Linked DNA regions of Sus scrofa: region 2 is linked to region 1. The links are chromatin contacts, called in public Hi-C maps. All regions are on one chromosome and are shown on one strand. The core of a region is the stretch at or near the end of the contact, and the rest is flanking DNA. Distances in the headings are between cores, read along the strand shown. Region 1 has its middle 16 kb from the start of NCR1. Region 2 overlaps RDH13 (retinol dehydrogenase 13).

Evidence for each region. Hi-C and Micro-C count contacts between places; a contact is called where the count stands out from the background.
Region 2: a contact with region 1 is called in a Hi-C map of blood, with 3 times the contacts expected there. The contact joins two enhancer-like sites. A contact is called at or near these places in 2 of 47 Hi-C or Micro-C datasets (blood and undifferentiated spermatogonia).

The regions. Positions count from the first base shown.
Region 1 is chr6:59,106,830-59,111,499 of Sscrofa11.1, reverse strand. No RefSeq gene overlaps it. Among named protein-coding and RNA genes, the nearest start is that of NCR1, 16 kb to the right of the region's middle. Within about 2 kb of position 2,214, at least 6 of the 83 cell types and tissues checked have an H3K27ac peak or open chromatin away from gene starts, as enhancers often do.
Region 2 is chr6:59,277,297-59,281,745 of Sscrofa11.1, reverse strand. It overlaps RDH13 (retinol dehydrogenase 13), which reads left to right. Exons shown (of 7, transcript XM_021094989.1): 4 at 1,427-1,531; 5 at 2,497-2,709. Among named protein-coding and RNA genes, the nearest start is that of RDH13, 14 kb to the left of the region's middle. Within about 2 kb of position 1,800, at least 14 of the 83 cell types and tissues checked have an H3K27ac peak or open chromatin away from gene starts, as enhancers often do.

The DNA.
Region 1 (4,670 bases), core at 965-3,464:
GGCAGTTAACTATGTTTTGATTGATAGGTTGGGGAATATCAGTCCCCACTCGAATACCTCGTCATGGTTCTCTGTTTATCAGTCAGGAGACATAGTGAGGGGACTGAGTGCCCTCCGTGACGGAACCTCAAAGACTGAAACTGGAAACACACATCTTCAGATTGTAAAGCCTGTGGCTGGTCTCACAGCTCACATTGTGCAGAAGTTCTTAAAAAGTCCTAGGCGACTGGGGGCAAAACCACCTACAGTTTAGATCCGTGGTTCTCAGCAGGGATGATTTTTACCACCCAAGAGACATTGGGTGGTGCTTGCAGGTATTTTTATTGTCACCGCTAGGGGGCGCGCTTGGTATCTCATGGGTAGAGACCAGCAGTGCGGCTAAACACCCTGTAATGCCCAGGACGGCCTTTGATAGACAAAAAAATGATTCTACTCAAAAGTTCAGTGGGGCTGAAATGAGGAAACTTGACAGCCTAGCTCTTCATTTCTGTAGAATAAGCGCGGTCCTTACCTGAGCACGCTTTTGCCCCCAGTCTACTAACTCTGGAGACTTTTAGGAAATCATGGCATAAGACACCTATCAATGCAAACAATTTAAATCGTTTTAAAGTATACAATTCAGTGGGAGTTGATACATTCACCACGCTGCGAAACCATCCCTTCTGTCTAGTTTGGGAACTCTTTTTTTTGTTTTTTGTTTTCTGTGTTTTTGCCATTTCTTGGGCTGCTCCCGCAGCATATGGAGGTTCCCAGGCTAGGGGTTGAATCGGAGCTGCAGCCACCAGCCTGCGCCAGAGCCACAGCAACGTGGGCTCTGAGCCGCGTCTGTGACCCATACCGCAGCTCACGGCAACGCCGGATCCTTAACCCACGGAGCAAGGCCAGGGATTGAACCCTCAACCTCATATGGTTCCTAGTCGGATTCGCTAACCACTGGGCCATGACGGGAGCTCCCCAGAACTCTTTCATCACCCATCAGTTGACTTTGTTTCCATGGATTTGATGACTTTGGATTTTCCCGGTCCCAGTTGGTTGTGCTACCAGCTTCTGGGGGCAGAGACATCCTACAATGCCCACAACAGCCCCCACAACCCAGAATCCTCTCATCGTCCTGAGGTTGATAGCCCCACAGCAGACAGAGATGGTGTGATGTCTTCAGGATCTTGCCCCCTCCCGTAGGCCCTCCTGCTCCGCAGAGTGAAAGATCCAGGAGGGGGAGCTTATTTGTTCTTGTCCTATTCTTTGGGAGAGCAGGTGTAAGAGCCTCAGCCTCGTGGCATCAGGCGAGCTTCCCTTTCCGCATCTTGTTCCTCTCCCTGACCTCCCGTCATAGCTCTTCATCGTGTGATGACCTCTGATCATAGTTCCCATCATAGCTCCATCCCTTCACAGCTCAGCTCTGTGGGGCCAGAGGCCCTGAGTGCTTGCAGAATCTGGTTTCCTATGCTCGCCGTCCTGCTGAGCCTTAGTGAGTCCCTCAGAGAAGATTTTGGGGAGGGGGGCACCAACGCCTCGAAGTGGAGGCCAACTCTTGACTTTTGGGCTGTTCTGATCAGGGCTGCCTTCCAGGGCTGTGTGATACAGAAGAGCCAGGCACGGGCGGGTGCGTCCTTCCCACAAGCTCACGGTTGTTCATCCCTCTTCTCGTTTTGTGCAAGGGAGCTGCGGAAGGCAGATTCGGGGTGATGAGGTCGCTTCTGCCAAAGTCTCAGTAGGAAGGACGGCATGGAGAGCTGATTTCAGAGGGAGTCAGGACTTGGTCTTTCGTGCTAGTTGCCCGACTTTCTCTTTCAGCAACTCCGATTCATGATTCCAAAGCAGGAGTCTGTGGTCGCCCCTGGCTCTGTCCTCTGGAAGTGGAACGTGCTCTCTAGACCGAGAGGGTGTCAGGAGCAGAACATTCCATCATGGAACAAGGGGGGGGGGACCTGTGTCCAGAGCCCGGGTCCATGCACGTCTCAGAGATGGATGCAGAGAGAGCAGGGAGATACCATTCTTTCTACAGAGAGAGAGGACCCTGGGCAGAGCTTAGGGATCCAGGGGAGCCGTCGGTGACCAGTGAGTAAGACCCTCCAGGCCGCTTTGGTCAGGGCGAGGCTGGGGTCTGGTGTCCCAGAAGATCCACCCCCAACTTCCCATCCCACGTCCCAGTCCGTCCGGGGCTCACACAGACACTCACACAGACCGTGTCTGGTTCCTGTTCTGGGAGGCAGGCTAAACTCCCAGCTCTCTCTCTAGCCTGGTGGCTCTCGAGGGCGCTGACCTTCCCTCTCCTCCCTCCCCACGTCAGGAGGCATTTTGGGTTGTCACAGCTAGGAGATGGAGTGTCACTGGTGTCTGGCAGGCAGAGTTGCGAGCTGCTGCTAAACGTTGTGCCATGCGCAGTACAGCGCCCCACCCCCACGCAACCACAAATTCTCTGGCCCCAAATGTCAACAACACCAGGGGTGAGAAACCCCGACCTAGATGGTTATCAGCCTGAAAATAACAATCACCTTTGAAAACACCCAATTTGGGGGGAAAGGCCTGGTCACAGGTCCGGGGCACTTGGCCAAACTCTGGGTCAAACACTGCTGTGTTTTAGGGGACTGGCCATAGGTTCCATGTCAGTGAGAAGAGATGAAGCACCGCTGGAGAACATGGATAGACGGAGATGCTTTGCAAAGAGAAACCTTACTCAGGTTTTCCCTTTGCCCTGCTGATCTCTCTACGCTCTTTCCAGCTCTGTTTCCTCTTGATCGCTCTCTTCCACTTGTGCTGGGCATTTTGCTACTTCCCCGCCTTGGGCCTGGGACTCACTGTTCTTTTCCGCCTTGTGGGCGAGTGTTTTTGGAGCGTTGCAGCATCTCACGTGGCTGCCCATTCTCAGTACCATCAACAGGCCCTCGCCGAGCTACCCACCGGATGGCTCTCAGTGAGGTCCCTCCCCCATCACGCTCACCTCATCCAGCATCCCATTTATATCCTTCCAAGCTAGGGGTTCTTAATACCGGGGTTCTTGGAGTTCCCGTCGTGGCTCAGTGGTTAACCAATCCGACTAGGAACCATGGGGTTGCAGGTTTAGTCCCTGGCCTTGCTCAGTGGGTTAAAGATCTGGCGTTGTTGTGAGCTGTGGTGTGGGTCGCAGACGCGGCTCGGATCCCGTGTTGCTGTGACTCTGGTGTAGGCGGGTGGCTACAGCTCCGATTCGACCCTTAGCCTGGGAAATTCCATATGCCGTGAGAGCGGCTCAAGAAATGGCAAAAAGACAAAAAACAAAACAAACAAAAACAGGGGTTCTTAATTTTGTCCCCAAGGGGCTGTTTGGCAATGTCCGGAGAGCTTTTTGGTTGTCACCTGCTGGGTGGGTGCTCCCGGCCTCAAATGTGTCGAGGCCAAGGATGCTGCTCGACTCCCTGCAATGCTCAGGGTCCTTGCCATGGGCTGATTTTGGCTCCTTCAAAGGTACACGTTGAGGTCTGGACCCCCCGGGAGAAATGGAAGCCATGGCATTAAATGAGGTCAGCCCAGACTTGTGTCCAGAGACGTGCTGGTCGGCCGTAGACCCTCCCAGCTCTGGCACTCGAGAGCCCCAGGGCCTGGCTCGGTGTCCTGCTTGAGAGAGGACGTGGTCACAGACCACTGACAGAGGAACCCAGATGAGATAAGGGCTGAGACGTGTCCACTGAGAGTTCCAGGAAGCCCATCAGTGTTTGTTATAAAAACAGCTTCAGCTTCAGAGGAAGTAGGAGGTGAGAAACCAGGTTCCAGAGCAGACTCTGCCAGGGTGGGTGGTATCTCCGGGCCATTGATGGCCGCATCCAGGGACCACTACGAGTGGAAGGACATGGGCCGACTTCTGCCTGATCGCATCTGTGTTCTGAAGCTTTAGCTCCTGTTGCTAACCCAGAGTTAGAAAAACTCCAGGTATGGGTGGTGGTGATGTTGTAACTGGGAGCCCAGACAAATCCTTGGCATTCATCACGAACGCCTCCATTCCCAAGAGGACGCTCCTGTTCCCTTCTTTCGGCAAGTGGAAGGCAAAACAGAAGGGCCACAGCTTGTGTCGGGAACAGAGGTTTTAGGGGAGCTGGGATTTGGTCCTTCCCCCGCCCTCCTGACTTCTCAGGGCATCCGTTGCGTGAGATGGGATGAGGGCAACAGGCAGGGAGGTCGACGGGAGGGCCCGCCTCAGAGTCGTTCCCTGGGGACGTGGGAGACCGTGGGGGCAGACGGCAGCAGGAGAGGCTGGGCCGAGGCGGAGGGAGGAGATGCCCTCTCAGCCCTCAAGCCTCCCCTCCCCCGACAGCCCCGAGGTCCGGATGCTGTAGCGTCCACCTGCAGAACATCCCCAAGCACATGAGCTCTTTGAGAAAGGGAGGTGGGCCAAACCTGTGCTATGGTATAGGATGATGCAAGCCTGCTTAGAAAATAGGGAGGTGTGTGTGTGTGTGTGTGTAAGATAGTTATATAATACATAAGTGGGAGTTCCCATCGTGGCTCAGTGGTTAATGAATCCAACTAGGAACCATGAGGTTGCGGGTTCGATCCCTGGCCTCGTTCAGTGGATTAAGGATCTGGCGTTGGTGTGGCTGTGGTGTAGGCCGGCAGTGGTAGTTCCTAGCCTGGGAACCTCCATATGCCTCTGGTGCGGCCCTAGAAAAGACAAAAGATATGTGTCTATATACATA
Region 2 (4,449 bases), core at 551-3,050, 170 kb before region 1:
ACAACAAAAAGACAAAAGACAAAAAAAAAAAAAAAAGAAAATACTTGGCTTTTTAAAAATTTTTATTGAAGTTGGAGTTCCTGTCATGGCTGGTATCCATGAGGATGTGGGTTCAATCCCTGGCCTCGATCAGTGGGTTAAGGATCTGGCGTTGCCATGAGCTGTGGTGTAGGTCACAGATGCGGCTCGGATCCGGTGTCGCTGCGGCTGTGGTGTAGGCTAACGGCTACAGCTCTGATTCGACCCCTAGCCTGGGAACCTCCATATGCCGTGGATGCGGCCCTAAAAAGCCAAAAAAAACGCTTTTTTTTTTTTAAATTGAAGTAGAGTTGATTTAACAATGTTGTTTTGGTTTTAGGTGTACAGTAGCGATTCAGTTATACATTATCTGTCTGTTAACCTATTTTTCAGATTCTTTTCCATTATAGGTTATTACAAGATATGCAGTAGAGTTTCCTGTGCTGTATATACAGTAGGTCCTTGTTTTTTGTTTTTTTTTTTTTTTGTCTTTTTGCCATTTCTAGGGCCGCTCCTGCGGCATATGGAGGTTCCCAGGCTAGGGGTCTAATTGGAGCTGGAGCCACTGGCCTACGCCAGAGCCACAGCCACGGGGGATCCGAGCCGTGTCTTCGACCTACATCGCAGCTCACGGCAACGCTGGATCCTTAACCCACTGAGTGAGGCCGGGGATCGAACCTGCAACCTCATGGTTCCTAGTCGGGTTCGTTAACTACTGCACCACAACGGGAACTCCATATACAGTAGGTCCTTGTTGATTCTGTTTTCTATAGGGTAGTTTGTATCTGCTAATCCCAGACTCCTGATTCATCTCCCCCTTTGGTAACCGTAAGTTTGTTCTCTACATCTCCGAGTCTCTCTTTGTTTTGGCAATAAATTGTGCGATTTATTAAGGTTCCGCATATAAACGATTCCATGGTTATTTGTCTTTTTCTAATTTCATTTAGTACAATCATTTCTAGGCCCATCCATGTTGCTACAGATGGCATTTTCTGGGTGTTTTTTTTTTTTTTTTTCCCTTTCTTTTTTGGCCACCCCACGGCATAGGAAATTCACAGGCCAGGGGTCAGATCTGAGCTGCAGGTATGATCGATGCCACCGCTGTGGGAGTGCTGCATCTTTTAATCCACTGTGCTGGCCCAGGGGGTCGAACCTGTGTCCTGGTGCTGCAAAGACACCATCCATCCCATGGCGCCACAGCGGGAACTCCAGTCTCCCTTTTTTATGGCTGTGTCTGTTGTATGTATGTAGCGCATCTTCGTCCATTCCTGTCACTGGATGGACACTGAGGTTGCAGAAGATACTGTTGAATGAATACTCATTAAGCCTTCCGCCCGGCCGGTTCTATCATTACCCCTTTTACAGAGGGGAACCTGAGTCACACGCTGTCCCCACGCCTGTCTTCCAGAGGAGGAGCACCTGCACGTCCTGATCAACAACGCTGCCGTGATGCGGTGCCCCCACTGGACCACGGAGGATGGCTTTGAGATGCAGCTTGGCGTTAACTACCTGGGTGAGTGGCATCGGCCTGGGGTGTGAGCAGGGGAAGGGGGGTGCATGAGTCAGACACAGGCTCCAGGAGGAGGGGCCCTTCCCCCCATCTCCAGGGTGGCCAGGCGGCCGTGGGTGGGGTCACCCAGTGGCTCAGGGAGTCACCTGTTCATCGTTGGACCTTCCGTCCTTCAGACCCTCCCTCAGCCTCTCGGCCTTGGGTCCCTTCGTTTGTCTGTCCTTCACCCAGCGTGTCAGGATATCCGCTGTCGCCCTGAATACAGCTGGAGTCCATTAGTAAGGGCGAGGCACATGGATCTCGGGTGGCCCCCAGTCTTAGAGGACTCGGGTTCATCCTAATGACCTCATTTAACCTGATCACCTCTCTAGAGCCCCTGTCCCCAAACACAGTCACACTCTGAGGTTGTAGGACCTCAACCTATTTTTAGTGGGGTTGCGGGGGGCACAATTCAACCCATAACGCAGGTGTTACCACCCTTCACCCCTATTGGCTGGGGCTCTGTCACATGACCTGGTGGAGCCACATGGGGCTCTGGGAAATGTAGTCCTTCCCTGGACCGTCTCTTGCAGCAGCAAACATTCTATCACCGGGGAAGAAATGGAGAAAGGCTCTCTGGAGACAGAAGCCCTTCTCTTCTCCAGCTGACCTCATAGAGGGTTGTCGCAGGGCTTGACATCTGGGGCGGGGGCGTTCTCTGTCGTGGGCACCATCTCGTGCACTGTGGGATTTTAGCAGCATCCCTGCCTCCACCCACTAGGTGGCAGCAGTACCCCGTCCGCCCTCATCGTGCCGCCCGCAGGATGATCAACGCCGTCTCCATACTGCCCAGTGGCCCCTGGGGGGCAAAGCTGGACCCTGTTGAGGAAGCTGGGTGGGTTATTGGGAGGATGACACACGGGGATGTTCGCAGTGTGGTCCTGGGCACATGGCCAGAATTCAGTACAATTTCTTTTTCCTTCCCGCAGGTCACTTTCTTTTGACCAACTTGCTGCTGGACAAGCTGAAAGCCTCTGCCCCCTCTCGAATCATCAACCTCTCGTCCTTGGCCCACGTTGCTGGGCACATCGACTTTGACGACCTGAACTGGGAAAAGAGGAAGTACGACACAAAGGCAGCCTACTGCCAGAGTAAGCTGGCGCTGGTCCTCTTCTCCATGGAACTGAGCCGGCGGCTGCAAGGTGTGTGCGCTGAGCCTCGCTCGTCTCCCCTTCCCCTTATTTATTTATTTATTATTTTTTTTTTGCAAGCAAACACCTCCCAGGACACCTGGGAGGGCGGAGAAGAGCCCCCTCTCTCTACTGTCCTGTAGGGGTTTTTATCCTTTCAAGATGGGGGGGCACCAAGGTGGGGTCCAGAAGGATGTGGTTTTCTCCCCTCGGCCTCACCTCGTTACCTGTATCAGTCCTTGGCCAATAGGGGTCTGAGGGCCGGAAATGCCCCGTAAATCTCATGGCTTCGTTGCCCTTCTCTTTGCATAGACTCGAGTCCCCATTCCTCTCGTTCCTTCTCTATCGGCTGAGGAGCGGGTAGAGGTGAATGTCCATCTGGGCGTAGGGACACTCCCCAGAGTTAACAGGGCCTGCGGGGACGTTTCTCCCTGGAGCCCTGAAGCTGCACGCGTTCATCAACGGCCACAGCAAAGGCGGCATCGAAGCCCGTGCTCCTGCAGACGACCTGAGTTAGGATTCTGCCTCAATCCCTCCTCTGGAGCTGGAGACTCTCACTGCGGGGTGGAAAAGGGGTGACAACCGCTCTGACTGCCTCCTGCTGCAAAGGGGCGTTGTCCGGGGAAAGCAGTTAGGTCTCCGCTCACGGGACAGTCGGGTGGGCTTCGATACGTTCCATTGGGCACCCCTTCCTCACCATTTGAAGCTTGACGGCTTTCTGTTGGGATGTAATGAAGCGAGAAGTAGTTAACTGTACAGGGTCCAAATAAAAGGATCAAGGTCACGGTGACAGCTCTGTTGAGCAAACCAGTTCCAGAGGGCGGCTCCAAAGGCTGGAGCTGGATCGGACATCCTATGAGCCTGCTGCCGGCGATCTTGCAGGGACCCAGACCCATCCTTACGCTGTTCTTCAGTATCAGCACTGAGAAGAAGGGCGTCCACCTATTGAGTAACTTTTTTTTTTTCTTTCTCTTTAGGGCCGCTTCCGCAGCATATGGAGGTTCGCAGGCTAGGGGTCGAATCGGAGCTGTAGCCACCAGCCTACACCACAGCCACAGCCACGGGGGATCCAAGCCGCATCTGTGATCTACACCACAGCTCACGGCAACACCAGATCCTTAATCCACTGAGCGAGGCCAGGGATTGAACCGGCAACCTTACAGTTCCTAGTAGGGTTCGTTTCCACTGTGCTACACTGGGAACTCCATATTGGATAACTTTAACAGGCTTAGAAGGCCTAAAGTTTGCCAGATCTCTGGCTGATGCCTGCCCACATAAGTGAAGGCCATCTCTAAATCCTTGAGGCAGGACAGTCCAAGTTAGTCACGTGGCGAATCTGAGGGGTCCTCAAAAGCAAAAACTGCAAAGCCTTAGCTTACAAGTGCTGGTGTGTTGGATCCGGATTCCCAGACGAGCCCCCAAGAGATGACACCAGAAAGATGCTACCGGAATCTGGGTTCTTGTTCACGGAGCCTGCAAATGAACTTGTGAGCAATGGTGTAGTGGGTCAGATCCCAGACGAGCCCCCAAAAGATGATGCCGGAAAGATGTTACTGGAATCCGGGTTCTTGTTCTTGGACTTCGCGAACACACAGGCAGCAAGCAAGCAAAGTCTTTTATTACAGGAAAGCGAACAGCTCCCGGGACAGCTGGGAGGGGAAAGCAGAGTCCCTCCCCTTCCCTCTAGCTCTGAGCCTGAGACAGTCAGGGCAGAGCAGGCAGATGTGGGGCACACTTACCACCATGCTCCCT